2 separate regions of the Mus musculus genome follow, and region 2 is linked to region 1. Evidence: chromatin contacts called from public HiChIP or PLAC-seq data. All regions are on one chromosome and are shown on one strand. The core of a region is the stretch at or near the end of the contact, and the rest is flanking DNA. Distances in the headings are between cores, read along the strand shown.

What was found. HiChIP or PLAC-seq counts read pairs in DNA pulled down with a chosen protein or histone mark.
Region 2: an H3K4me3 HiChIP or PLAC-seq map of bone marrow-derived macrophages shows a contact between it and region 1, with 5 times the contacts expected there. The contact joins two enhancer-like sites.

What each region holds. Positions count from the first base shown.
Region 1 is chr15:80,215,748-80,222,734 of GRCm38.p6, reverse strand. No RefSeq gene overlaps it. Among named protein-coding and RNA genes, the nearest start is that of Gm46521, 6.4 kb to the left of the region's middle. Within about 2 kb of position 3,299, at least 161 of the 459 cell types and tissues checked have an H3K27ac peak or open chromatin away from gene starts, as enhancers often do. A contact at or near this core is called in bone marrow-derived macrophages, where this site is marked.
Region 2 is chr15:80,998,334-81,005,320 of GRCm38.p6, reverse strand. It overlaps Sgsm3 (small G protein signaling modulator 3), which reads right to left. Exons shown (of 22, transcript NM_134091.2): 2 at 2,657-2,752; 3 at 1,876-1,961; 4 at 1,451-1,517. The coding sequence starts at 2,663. Among named protein-coding and RNA genes, the nearest start is that of Sgsm3, 24 kb to the right of the region's middle. Within about 2 kb of position 4,615, at least 57 of the 459 cell types and tissues checked have an H3K27ac peak or open chromatin away from gene starts, as enhancers often do. A contact at or near this core is called in bone marrow-derived macrophages, where this site is marked.

The DNA of each region.
Region 1 (6,987 bases), core at 2,050-4,549:
AGAGGACCTGGCTATGTCTCTTGTGACCTTCCAAAAGGCTCGGGTCCTGGGGAGCATGCTCAGTTTTCAGAAAGACAGGCTTCCAGGCAAGCCATGTTGGGATCAATCAAATGAGACTTATAACCCTTAAGGGCTACCATTTTGTTTTCAGACTCCATTTTGATCATCAGATGAAATGATTTTCCTGGGCTCTAGGGGAGCTTTCCAGATGGCTAGCCAACTTTCTCCTTATCCTTATTTTGTTCCCCAAAACATAACCATGAGAGAAAAAAAAAAAGATTGATTGATGAAAAATTGTAACTGTATCTTAGGACAGATGTGCATGGGCCTTGTGATTTTTCTGTTTATATGTTTACTAAGATGAACATTTGGGGTTGCAGTCAGCTTCTGAGTCTGTGCTGCTGTCCCTGACTGGTCAGTTTTTGCTGCCTAATTCAAATATAGATCTTGCTTTGTGTGGACTCTTTTGGGTCTGCTTGGGTTGTTTTGGGTTTTGGGACCCTAACAACCAGAAGTTACTGTTATGAGAAAAGGCTTTGCTGGTCAGTGGTGATGCATACCCTTAATCTCAACACCCAGGAGGCAGAGGCAGGCTGATCTCTGTGAGTTCAAGGCCAGCCTAATCTACAAGGTGAGTTCCAGGACAGCCAGGGCTACACAGAGAAATCCTGTCTTGAAAAACAAAAACAAAAACAAAAGGGCTTTCTTCCTAAGTGATATTTAGCATAAGTGTCAAGTCTAAGCCATTGCAGACTGGGGACCACTGATGTTGTGGGCAAGAGGCATTCCAGGAGAGAGATGTGACCTATTGAAGACCTATTAACCTCATTGGCAAGTAGGCTTAAAAAAAAAAAAAAAAAAAAAGCCGGGCGTGGTGGCGCACGCCTTTAATCCCAGCACTTGGAAGGCAGAGGCAGGCGGATTTCTGAGTTCGAGGCCAGCCTGGTCTACAAAGTGAGTTCCAGGACAGCCAGGGCTACACAGAGAAACCCTGTCTCGAAAAACCAAAAAAAAAAAAAAAAAAAAAAATTTATGTATACGAGTACACCATAGCTAGCTGTCTTCAGACACACCAGAAGAGGGCACTGGATCCCATTACAGGTGGTTGTGAGCCTCCATGTGGTTGCTGGGAGTTGAACTTATTACCTTTGAAAGAGCAGTCAGCGTTCTTAATCGATGTGCCAAGTAGGTTTTGTGTAACAGAACCTCAGCCTCAAGGCTGGTTAGAACATTCTGGAAACAAGAGTATTAGGGGATTTGTCCCGGGACTGGGCTGGAGACAGTCCCTCCTCCTTTGCTTGGGGATTCATTCCTCAGACAGCTATTGAAGTATACCAGGAGCTGTTTGTCCTCAAGTGTAGGAGACAGGCACAGAAAAGAGGCCAAGTAGAAAGGCCAATGTAGATATAGTACTGGAGACGTCGTGGAAGCCCAGAGCCTCAGCCTAGCCTGTGGTTCAGGAAGGCATAGCAGAGACAATTAACCTTGCGAAGTCTGAAGAACCTGCCACTGTGTGGCGCCTTAGAGAGCCAGAATTACGCGTAAAATGAAGACACAAAAGTTCTGGGCCATGAAGATGGCACTCGGGAACTTACCATGGAATGGCCTCCTTAGATGACTTGAAATGCCCTGGGTGGTGCCCAGGAGAAAATTCAACAGAAAAACTTGTTTCAAAAGAACAGAAAGCCCCAGGGGTACCGGTGATAAGGGGTGTCACCTGGGCAGACTGGCAGGGTTTTTTTGTTTTTTGTTTTTTTCATATGTATGCATATGGTGTGTGTGCATATGCAGATTAGAGGTTAGCTGGGGAGTGGTGGCACAAGCCTTTAATCCCAGCAGAGGATAGGTGGATTTCTGAGTTCAAGGCCAGCCTGGTCTACAAAGTGAGTTTCAGGACAGCCAGGGCTACACAAAGAAACCCTGTCTCAAAAAAAAAAAAAAAAAAAAAGAGAGAGACAGAGAGAGAGATTAAAGGTTGATGCAGGGTCTTTCAAACCATATTTCTTGAGGCAGGTTTCCCACCGGACCCCAGAGCTTTCTGATTTACCTAGTCTAGCTCACTTGCTTCGGGGAATTCCTGTCTCCACTTCCTGAGGCTTACAGGTTGACCACCACACCTGCCTGGCATTTACATGAATACTGGGGATTTGAACTCTGGTCTTCGTGCTTGTACAACAAGTACTTTCTCTACTGGGTCCTCTCCCCACCCCCACCAGTGAGCTTTGAGCCCTGCCCCACTTCTTCTGCTTTCCCCAGTTAAAAGAGGGAACTCTGCATAACTTATGTAAATTTGATTTAAATGTGATTTTTGGCTACTGGGCTGGAGTGGTGCACATCTTTAGTGATCTCAGGACTCAGGAGGCAAAGGCAGGTAGATCTGTAAGTTTGAGGCCAGCCTGGTCTAAAGAGAAACCTGTCTCAATAGACAGACAAAAAGTTTCAAAAATTAAATAATGTGTGCCAAGCATGGTGGTGTAGATGTGAGTGTGTGTGAATGTGTGTGTGTGTGTGTGTGTGTGTGTGTGTGTGTGAGTGTGGGGGTGGGGATAGGGAGGTGTACTGTTGGTATTGGTGTTGTCTTAGTATTTACCCCTGGTTGTCTCGGAACTCAATGTGTAGGCTAAACTGGCCTTGAATTCACAGAGATCTGACTGCTTTTCTCTCTGCCTCCTGAGTGCTGGGATTAAAGGTGTGTAATACCGTATCTGAGTGTTTCTTTTTTCTTTGTAGGTTTTTTGTTTGGTTATTTTTGGGGTTTTGTTTTGTTTTTGTTTTAGACTGGGTCACATGCAGTCCAAGCTGGCCTCATACTCCTGGGTTGTTGAGTCATATCTGTCCCAGGCACATAAAAGCCATTCCAAAACATTCCAAAAGAGTAGCTACTGTTTGTGTGTGTGTGTACCTCAGGATACCTCCCCATATCCAGCTGATGGCACTGGATAAATGAGTGGTCAAGACCAGGATGGAGAGGACAGGGAAGTAATCTCAGATGGAAGCTGAGTTCCACACTGGCCCTGCCGAGTCTCAGGAGACCTCGATGCCTTGGGACCCTTGCAACAGGCAGCTGACCAGGGAGCTGGGCGCTGAGTAGGGAGGGCTCCCTGGAGAGGTGCAACCAGCCCTACTTTGTTGGGGATTGAGATCCACAGGCAGAGCAGACAGATTTCTAGGAAGATAAGAAGGTCAGCAGGACAATGAAGAAGCGGGAAGAGGCAAAGAAAAACAGATGAGTCACAGGGGCGAAGGGAAGAAGCCCAGGGAGGAAATGCATGACCCGTGTGTCACGTATACCACATCGAAGGAGGGGGAGGGGCACAGGGGATTTTTAAACCTCCACCAAGCTCAGACTCTGCTGCCAGGCGCATGCGCGCGCGCACACACAACTGCCCACCGCAGCTGGAGACCTGTAATACACACACCCCATCTGACAGATGAGCATCCAGGAGCCGGACGTGAGCAAGGGAGGGCTGCTAGGTGCTGAGGAGACCGGACATAGACAGCTGAGGTGCCAAGGGTGACATCTTGTCCTCATTTCTTTCAGAAAACTATCTGTTCTCTTCCTTGACTAGTAAAGGCTCAACTCTGACTTTCCTAAGCGTCTAAACTGATCTGAGATTCCACCCAAGTCATCCAGATCTGCTCAGGATGGTCAACAGACCTAACGGAAGCCAACAAGATCCAAGCCCAAGAGTTTATTTTGTTTGGGGGTTTTGGTTTTTCAAGACAAGGTTTCTCCGTGTAGTCCTAGCTGTCCTGAAACTCTGACAAGCAGGCTGGCCTCAAACTCAGAAATCCACCTGCCTCTGCCTCTCAGGTGCTGGGATTAAAGGTGTGCATCACCATGCCTGGCTCAGAAAATTTTTAAAGATTTTCATTTGTATTGATTTTTCAAAACAGGGTTTCTCCTGTAGTACTTGCTATCCTGGAACTCTCTGTAGACCAGGTTGGCTTCAAACTCAGGTCCCAAGAGATGCTCCTGCCTCTGACTCCTGAGAGCTGGGATTAAAGGCACACATCACCATCACCTAGCCAAGATTTGTCTTTCTTAATCTTATGAGTATTTTGTCTGTGTCTAAGTAAGGACACTGCAAACTTGTACTGGTGCCCACAGAGACCAGAAGAGAGCTCTAGGTCCCCTGAAACTGGAGTTACACATGGCTGTGGTAACTTGTGGGTGCTGGATATCAAACTCATGTCCCCTTAGAAAGCAACCCTTGTTAAGCTCTGAGCAGTCTCTCCAGGCCCACTAGCTTTACTTTGAGAAAGATCTAGTAAGTAACAAAATCTTGGCTAACCTGGAACTCTGTATGTAGACCAGGATGGCCTCAAACTTATAACAGTGTTCCTACCTCTATCTCTCAAATGCTGAGATTATGGAAGCACACCACCGTGCCCAGCTCAAGCACAAGACTGTGTGCCTGCACAGATGTGCACACAAGCAGATGTGCACTGGTTCACATGTGCATGTAGAGGCTAAGGTCCATGTCCAGTGTCATCTTTAGTCACTTCTCTACCTTGTTTTTAATTTTTTTTATGTATATGAGTACACTGTCGCTGTCTTCAGACACACCAGAAAAGGCATCAGATCCCATTACAGACGGTTGTTAGCCACGTGGTTGCTGGGAATTGAACTCAGGACCTCTGGAAGAGCAGTCAGTGCTCTTAACTACTGAGCCATCTCTCCAGCCCTCCACCTTATTTATTTATTCATATTTGAGACAGGGTGTCTCACTGAAGCTGGAGTTCACCCATTAGCTCGACTGCCTGGCCAGCAAACTCCAGGAACCCGTCTGCCTTCCCAGTCCTAGGGATGCTAGATATGTGCCACTGAGCCTAGCTTGTTTGTTTCTGTGGCCCTGATCCCTGGACTCCAGGTACTTTACCAACCAAGCCATCTTCCAAGTCTCCAGGCGCAGGGCTGTTAGGGAAAAGAACCTGTTCCTTCTGTCTGAAGAAAAGAGAAAGTGAAGCTGGGAGCTGTTGCAACCATCTCAGAAGCTCGAAGACTAACGGTACAGGGACAGCTCGCAAAGTCGAGGCCAGTGAGCTATGGAGCCGGATGGCATTGCACTGACAAATGGCCGGTACGTCAAGCTGCGAGGTCACCAACACCACCTGACGCTTGACTGTCAGCAAGCCAGCAAGTTCCTTCTCTGCCTTGGTAGTTTGGGTTGGTTTTCTTGTCATTAAAAACAAATGTATCAGTTGCTTACAAGTCTGATGGAACTCAGTCTCATTAAAGCACCTCAAAGCTTTTCAAAGAGAGTTCTAGGACAGCCAGGACCACCAAGTAAGATCCTGTCTCAAAGAAACCTTATTTTTACATATATATATATATACATACATATATATATGTGTGTGTGTGTGTCTATATATATATATACCATATATATATGGGTGCAGAAGGGGCTATCAGGTCCCATGGAGCTAGAGTTACAAGTGTTTGTAAGTTGCCTGATGTGGGTGCTAGGGACCAAACTCTGGCCTGTGATCAAGACCAGCAAGTGTTCTTAACCACCGAGCCATCTCTCCAGACCTAGAATTTATTTTTACACTTAGTTATGTATATGTGTGTCTGTGTGGGGGTTTGTAGACATGAAGAATCCCTTAGGAAGCCTTGGATCCCACAGAGCTGTTCACACCCATTTGAGAATAATACACATTCTCTATCAACAAGCCATGTCTCAGTCCCTTGGCAGTAGGGTTTTAATGGGGGGTCTGACAGATGTCCCTGCTGGATGAAGGTTTACAGATCATTAATTCTCTCTATGGACTAAAGCACTGTATCACCTCCATTTTTAGAGGCCAGAGACGATCAGGCAAAGGACACACCCTGACCTGGGGTCGTCATGGAGCCTGCTGGTACCCACACCTGCCTAGACAGCCAGTGAGGAAGGCACAGCAAGCAGGGCTTGCCGAGATGTGGTATAGATACCTGCACTGCAGCCCTCAACTCAGCGAATCAGCGTTTGCACTTCCCTGTGTGTGTGTTCCTGCATGACTGTCAGCCTCTGAACTGCAGACGCTGTCCTGTGTCCCTTGCCCTGGGCCCATGCCTGGCTTGGTTAGCAGCTTTAGGTGTCCTCCTCTTTGTCTCTCCCTGTCTTCCTCCTCAGTCTGCAGGAAGTGCAGTTCCGCGGTGGCATTAACCTCTGACCACATGTGAACTGGAATTTACCACACGCCACACCAACATCTAAGGTGAGCGTGGTCTATGTTTTCCTTTCCACATTCATCTCATCGTGGGCATGATGGAGAAAGAGATTCTTCAGCCAAGAACTTGGCTGAAATTGCTTATTTAATAAGTCATACCTGAAAAGATGTACTATTTGTAGCTATTGAGGATAATATGATGACAAGCCCCAACACAAGCTAGAATCCGGAAAAATTTAGCAGTGAGTGAGTCGCTGTCGCCCTCTTCTGGCCATGCCAGGGTGTCTTCATCTTCACTTGCTGGGTTTTTCAGAACTCACCTTCCCCCCTCCCCCACCCACCTCCACCCCCACCCCCACATCCCCCACCCCCATCCCACCTCCCGATCCCAAACATCCACTCAGCTCCCGACTGTGGGCAGAGACCTGAGCAGTGCCTGATTCGGGAATCAGGCCACTGACACCGCTGTCACCCTCTGGCTTCTGGACCTGCAGTCTGATGAGGTTACACAGTCGTTCCACAAAGGCAGCACTCAAGAGTCTGCTCCGCCCTGTCTCAGACCATCCTTAGGACCCAGCCAGGGACAAGAGGCTCTGTGCTCCGAGGCCTTAGTGACTGCTGCAGCACCCAAGGAGAAAGATACTCATTCCCAAATAAGAGGTCATAGTCTCTTCCCAGGTCCAGAACATAAGCAGCCATGTGACTGTGACCAACACTGGGCACCAGGGCTATCCAAAGGCAGAAGCATGCTATCTGATGCTGTGAGCCAAACAGTGGGAGTGGCCAGCAATGCCAGGTCTCTGGAGGGTCAGGTTTTCCTCCTTCCTCCCACTG
Region 2 (6,987 bases), core at 3,366-5,865, 780 kb before region 1:
TCCCTCTCAACCTCGACATTTAACTTCCATCTTCTTGCAAATTAAAAGACCGAGGAAAACTAATGCCTGAGTTAGAAACCCGAGTTGAGTGCTTCAGCTAAGGAACTGCCCCTGCTCTTCCTGAGGACAGGCTGTCAGTGCTGGCAAACGCTCTTCACAATAAGCACCTAGTCAGGCGCTCTTATAGAGAAACGGCTACGCCAACAATGGTAACACACACTCCCAGCAGAGGCAGAGGCAGATGGATCTCTGTGAGTTCAAGGCCAGCCTGGTCTGCATAGTGAGTTCCAGGACAGCCAGGACTCTGTACAAAGGCCCTGTTTTAAAAAAGAAAAAAAAAAAAAAAAGGCTACAAAACATCAGTAAATCTGATGTAATATGATACTATGCAGCCATTAAAAATGTGTTTTTTAGATTTATTTATTTGTTTGTTTGTTTGTTATATGTAAGTACACTGTAGCTGTCTTCAGACGCACCAGAAGAGGGCATCAGATCTCATTACAGGTGGTTGTGAGCCACCATGTGGTTGCTGGGATTTGAACTTCAGACCTTCAGAAGAGCAGTCAGGTGCTCTTACCCACTGAGCCATCTCACCAGCCCCAAAAATGTGTTTTTTAAAGCATCTTAAGTAACATAGCAAATGCTCCTGGTGTCACGGGTGCGATTTCAGTGTCAGGAAAAGAGCCCCTCACACAGCAGCAGCTTCCTCATAGCATGGGACTACAGGTTTGTTTGTTTGTCCCCCCTCCAAGAGGGGGTTTCTCTGTGTAGTCCTGACTGTCCTGGAGCACTCTCTTCATTTTTTTTTTAATCCTCATCCCTTCTGCACTGTTTAACTTCTCTGCAATATAAATAACTGATTGTTTTGTAAAGATCAATAAAATGTATCTAAAAAAAGGGCTGGAGAGATGGCTCAGTGGGTAAGAGCACTGACTGCTCTTCCAAAGGTCATGAGTTCAAATCTCAGCAACCACATGGTGGCTCACAACCATCTTTAATAAGATCTGACGCCCTCTTCTGGTGTGTCTGAAGAGACAGCTATAGTGTACTTAGATATAATAATAAATAAATCTTTAAAAAAAAATGTATCTAAAAAAAAGATCAGTAGTTAAAAACAAAACAAAAAGCCAAATGTGGTAGAGAATAATGTCTTTAATCCCAGCTCTTGGGAGGCAGAAGCAGGCAGATCTCTGTGAGTTCAAGGCCAGCCTGGTCTACAAAGCCACTTCCAGGAATGCCAGGGCTACACAGAGAAAGTCTGTCTTGAAACAACGAAACAAAAAACTTAGAAGTTTCCATAAACTTACATCACCCTCAGATATATTCTGTCCCTAACTCCTGAGGTGACACCGCTTAGACCTCAGAAGTCACATGCAGAGGAAAGCAAGACATGGGGCCAGAATTTTCCCAAGGACATCAGCAAGCTCACACACAATGGGCTCCATCTTACCTTCCTTGTCCACACGGAAACCAAACTCATCATAGCAGAGCTCTGGCTGCTCTGAGGATTCTTCTTTCTAGAATCAGAGTAAGGAAGAAGGCTTGTCTAGTCCTCTACTGTAAAGCAGTTCCACATGCTGACTGCTAGAACCCACCCTGAGAAAGGCTACCCTTCTGTGATGCCTTCTCTGGCTGTCATTCACCTACAAGGGCTGACTAGTCATTCAGTCCTCCCGTGTCTCCAGTTAATCTTCCTCCTAGCTAATGACTGATTCCCACAAGCCCAAGAAACTACGATGTTATCTCAAGTACTGAGTCATGACCTGTGAGAACACTGAGTGGGTCATCCATTCCCAGAATACCTGCAAAGGTAAATCTCTTCATGAAAGGCATAGTGGCATGGCAGGCTGGTCCTGGCTATGCTAACTGTTGTACCTGTGAGTATTTTGCCAGGATCTCCTGGGGCCATATGCTTGGAGTCAGGGCAGAGAAAGGGCCACTGGCAGAAGGCGTGTGGTTTCCTACAAAGACCAAAGATAAGAATGATCAAGAAAAGCAGAAACACCAGGCATGATAGCAGCAGACACCTTTAATCCCAGCAGAGGCACACGAATTTGAGTTTGAGGCCAGCCCGGTCTAGGTAGTAAGTTCTCATTCCAAGCCAGCCAGGAATACATAGTAAGATCCTATTTCAGAAAGTGAATGAATAAATGAATGAATGAATGAATGAATGAATGAATGAAAATGTGGAGGCCCCATTGAAGTGAGATATGCCTCCCTTATCCAAGGGAATCAGCATGAAAAAGACTGGGTGTACAGAGTGGGCCAAGGAGGCTGGTGAACAGCGGAAAAATGAACACTGTGGAAAACCAACAGCACGTCCAACACATAAACACAGATTCTTTGCCTCCTCCTCCGCCACAGTGGGAGGATTAACAGGCCAGAGGAGCAGGAAGCTAGAGACTTAACAGAGAAGACAGCATCGGTCACCAACCCCAAAGCCCCAAAGCCCAAGCCTCTCCTCCCTCTTTCCCACTTCTTTCATCTAGCAGAGTCTCTCCGGTGGTTTGGGTTGTTTTCTGAGAAAAGGCCTCACAGCCCGGGCTGCCCTAAGACTTGTGAGGTGCTGAGGCTCTGCCTCAGTGGAAGGCTGGTTATGAAATCACAAGTCAGCTCCACTACGGGCTCCTGGTGAGTATGCAGGCCTTGCTCCCACCTGACATCATGTGCTGTGGACGACGGCAGGACTTCATAGGTCTAGGCACAAGCGGTCATCATTGGCTTCTCTGACTGTCCTGAGGCTTCATCAGCCCTGTTAGGAAAGCAAAGGAGAGGTCACTCATCTCATACCACTCCCCTCCTCGAAGATATTTTTTTTTTTTAAAGATTTATTTATCATATGTAAGTACATTGTAGCTGTCTTCAGACACTCCAGAAGAGGGAGTCAGATCTCCTTACTGATGGTTGTGAGCCACCATGTGGTTGCTGGGATTTGAACTCTGGACCTTCGGAAGAGCAGTCGGGTGCTCTTACCCACTGAGCCATCTCACCAGCCCCCGGATTGGGTTTTCATTGTTCTGTTTTGTATTGTTGGTGGTATGGTAGTGGTGGTGCTGGCTGAACAGCCTTTATATACCATATTCCCATTCTACAAACAAATACAAATTTCTCTCATCATTGTCAGTGTCTTGTCACTTCTTTTCTGTCCTGTTTGTTTGTTTTTAAAGACTCAACAGTAAAAAGACTGAACAGTAAAGACACAAAAAGCCCAATTTAAAAATAGTTAAGCAGGGCTAGAGAGATGGCTCAGTGGTTAAGAGAACTGGCTGTTCTTCCAGAGCTTGGGTTCAGTTTCCAGCACCAACCCCGCAGCTCTCGGCAGGTTGTACCTCTAGCTCTGGAGCTAATGCCCTCTTCCAGCCTCTGAGGGCACTGCACATATGTGATGCAGAGACAGACATACACACAAAATAAATTTAAAAGATGTTTGAACATACATTTCTCAAATAAGAGAGGGAAATGGCCAATAGCGGGTGAAAGTGACTGGGTTATCATCAACCACAAAGGAGATCTAAACTGTGAAGGCATGCTACTCCACAGCCATGAGGGCTCACACAAACAAACACCAGAGTGCTCTCCTCGCTCGCACACATCAAACTCTTCAGTCTGCGTCCCCAACACTGCATGTGACTAAATGTGGCAGTGTACACCTGTAATCCCAGCACGAGGATGAAGACAAATCCTAGGCCACATGAGACCTTGTCTCAGAAAACATTTTTTAAAAAGGAGGGGCTGGAGCGATGGCTCAGCAGCTACGAGCCTCTTTCAGAGGACCTGAATTAAATGCACTCCTATCAGGCAGTTCACAACTGCCAGTAACTGCAGCTCCAGGCGATCCAATCACTTCTTCTGGACCCAAAGGCATTTACATGTACACAGACATACAAAGACACATATACATAATTTTGATTTTTTTCTTTAAAAAAATGTTAGCAAGAATATGGAGAAATCAGCTGGGAGTGGTGGCACATGCCTTTAATCCCAGCACTCAGAAGGCAGGGGCAGGTGGATTTCTGAGTTTGAGGCCAGCCTGGTCTACAGAGTGAGTTCCAGCCAGGGCTACACAGAGAAATCCTGTCTCAAAAAAAAACAAAAAAAAACAAAAAGGGGCTGGTGAGATGGCTCAGTAGGTAAGAGCACCCGACTGCTCTTCCGAAGGTCCGAAGTTCAAATCCCAGCAACCACATGGTGGCTCACAACCACCCGTAATGAGATCTGATGCCCTCTTCTGGTGCGTCTGAAGACAGCTACAGTGTACTTACATATAATAAATAAATAAAAAAAAAAAAAAAAAAAAAAAAAAAAAAAACAAAACAAAAAAAAAAAAGGAGAAATCAACTAGGCAGGGTAGTACATGCCTTTAATCCCAACAGAGGCAGGTGGATCTTTATGAGTTCCAGGCCAGCCATGGCTACATAATAAGACCCTGTCAGAAAAAGAAAAAGGAAGAGGGAAAGGAGGAGATAAAATATGGAGCAAAAACATGGAGGAAAAGAGGTTGTTTAAAGAGGAGGAACCGACATCTGCTGGAGGGCAGAAGGGGCTGGAAGAGAGTTCTCAACAGCAGTTCCCCTCTCACCAGCCTCCTACTCACTGTCACTCAGCAAACAATGACTGAGCACAGAGCCAGGCAGCACAACCGTGGATAAGGTCAGGCTGTTGCAGTGTAGTAGAAAATTAGATAAGAGACAAAGTAAGATGGGACTAATTCTGTATCAAAAGAGCCTTTGAGAGCTGAGGTCTGAGCAAGGGCCAAAGCCAGGCTAGAGATCAAGGCCTGACTTCACTGAGGGAGGATCCAGATGCAGGGAGGGGCCAGTGAGCTCAGAGCCTAGGATGCAGTGGGGGGAAGAGTGGGAGGAAGCAACAGCAGATGCCAAGGGCACCTCACCCTGCTCACCCTGAAGACAGGCTTTTGACCTCTGTTCTCAGACAGCAAAGAAATCCACAGATTCTGAACAGCCATCAAGCAAAATCTGGTAGGACTGAACAATATCTCCAGGTGCCCAGAAATCAATGGAGACTGAAAGGCCATGCCCAGGGTAGGAGATGTTGTGGGTGCAAGCACTGAGAATCGATCAGATGGTGTACACATTTTTACAGGCTGAGAGCCTCGATTGCTATTTCATTCATGTTGCACTTAAGGACACATATACTTAGGGTTGACCTTAAGTCTCCCAGATGTGACACTGCTGAGCTGGGCAGGCAGGTTTTTCAGCTTCTGGTTGCTATGGAAATTTCCCTGAAAGCACCCAGAACTGACAGACCTAGCCTAAACAGTTAGTCTCCACAAATACCTGGTCTATGGCTGCCCTCTTGTAGTCTTTTTAAAAGAAACCTTAGAAAACCTTAATTGATGCAGCCACTTCTGAGTTGCTCAGAAGAAATTGTAACAATTAAATGTACAAGCTTAAGAGAGCCAGTTCTGATGCTGTGTGTCCCTTCCTAGTTTACCAATCCCACATTTTCCCACAAATGTTGCCACTGTATGCAGGTGCAGAGGTACCGTTCACTTCCTGTGGTCTCCTGACATGGACTGAAGGGACATATATCCCTGACAAGGCAGCAGAGTTACTGCCACACAAGTGGCTTTCTCCAGACATCTTCCAGGAAGCATAAAGGCTGAACCAATATAGGCAAAAACATTGATTTTTGGTGGCACCTAAGAGCCTAAAGACCACTTTTTTTTTCTGTAAAGAGATGAGGTGACTCTGAAAGCTACAGATAACAGATAAACTGGTGAGAGTGGCTCAGGGCTGGGAAAGTCTGAGAAAGGCTAAAAGGAAGGAGGAAACTAGTATAGACACTAGAGATGCTTCTAAAACCTACATGGTGGCTCACAGCCATCTGCAACTGCAGTTCCAGGAGATCCAATGTCTTCAGCTGACCTCCTCGGGCACCAGGCATACATACACGCATGCAAAAACACTCATACACAAAAGTTTTGCTTTGAGACAGGGTTTCTCTGTATATTATGTCCTGGAATTCACTTTGTAGACCAGGCTAGCCTTGAACTTACAGAAATCCTCCTGCCTCTGCCTCCCAAGTTCTGGAATTAAAGGCATGCACACCTAATCATCTCTGAAAGGTTAAATCCATTATACATCATACTGGCAACACCAAGCTTTTATTTTTTTACTTTACAAAACCTTTCATTACAGTTTATTTTTATTAAAAAAAAAAAAAGTTTTGCCAGGTATGGTGGCACACGCCTTTAATCCCAGCACTTTGGAGGCAGAGGCAGGCGAATTTCTGAGTTCGAGGCCATCCAGAGTGAGTTCCAGGACAGCCAGGGCTACACAGAGAAACCCTGTCTCAAAAACAAACAAATAACAAAAATTTTAGGGACAGGCATGGTGGAGTACATCTTTAATCCCAGCGCTCAGGAAGCAGAGGCAGGCAGATCTCTTTGAGTTCAAGGCCAGCTTGGTCTACAAAGTGAGTTCCAGAGACAGCCAGAGCTATACAGAGAAACCCTGACTCTGAAAAACAAAACACAGAGAGAGAAGGAAAGAGGAAGAGAAGGAGAGAGAAAGAGAGAGGAAAGAGAAAGAGAGAAGAGAGAAAGAGAGAGAAGGAGAGAAAGGGGGAGGAGGAGAGAGAGGGGGAGAAGGAGATGGAGAGGGAGAGAGAGATGACTAGACCTATATGAGGGAGGAGAGAAGGAGGGAAGGAGGAATTAGGTCAGGCATAGGGCCCACACCTATAATATGAGCATTCAGGGAGCAGAAGCAGGGAATTGCAAATTTAAGATCAGCCTGTCTATATAATGGGATCCTGGCTCAAAATAAACAAAAAGGTGATCAGGCCAAGAAGGCCATATATTGATCTTGGTTTTGTTGTGTTTTTATGTTTTAATATCTGGCCTCTGTTGCCCAGGCTGGTCTTAAACTTGTGGATTCAAGTGATCCTTTTCCACCTTTTCCATCTCAGCTTCAAACGCTGGGACTATAGATATAGCCACTATGTACAGCTTGATTTTAATCC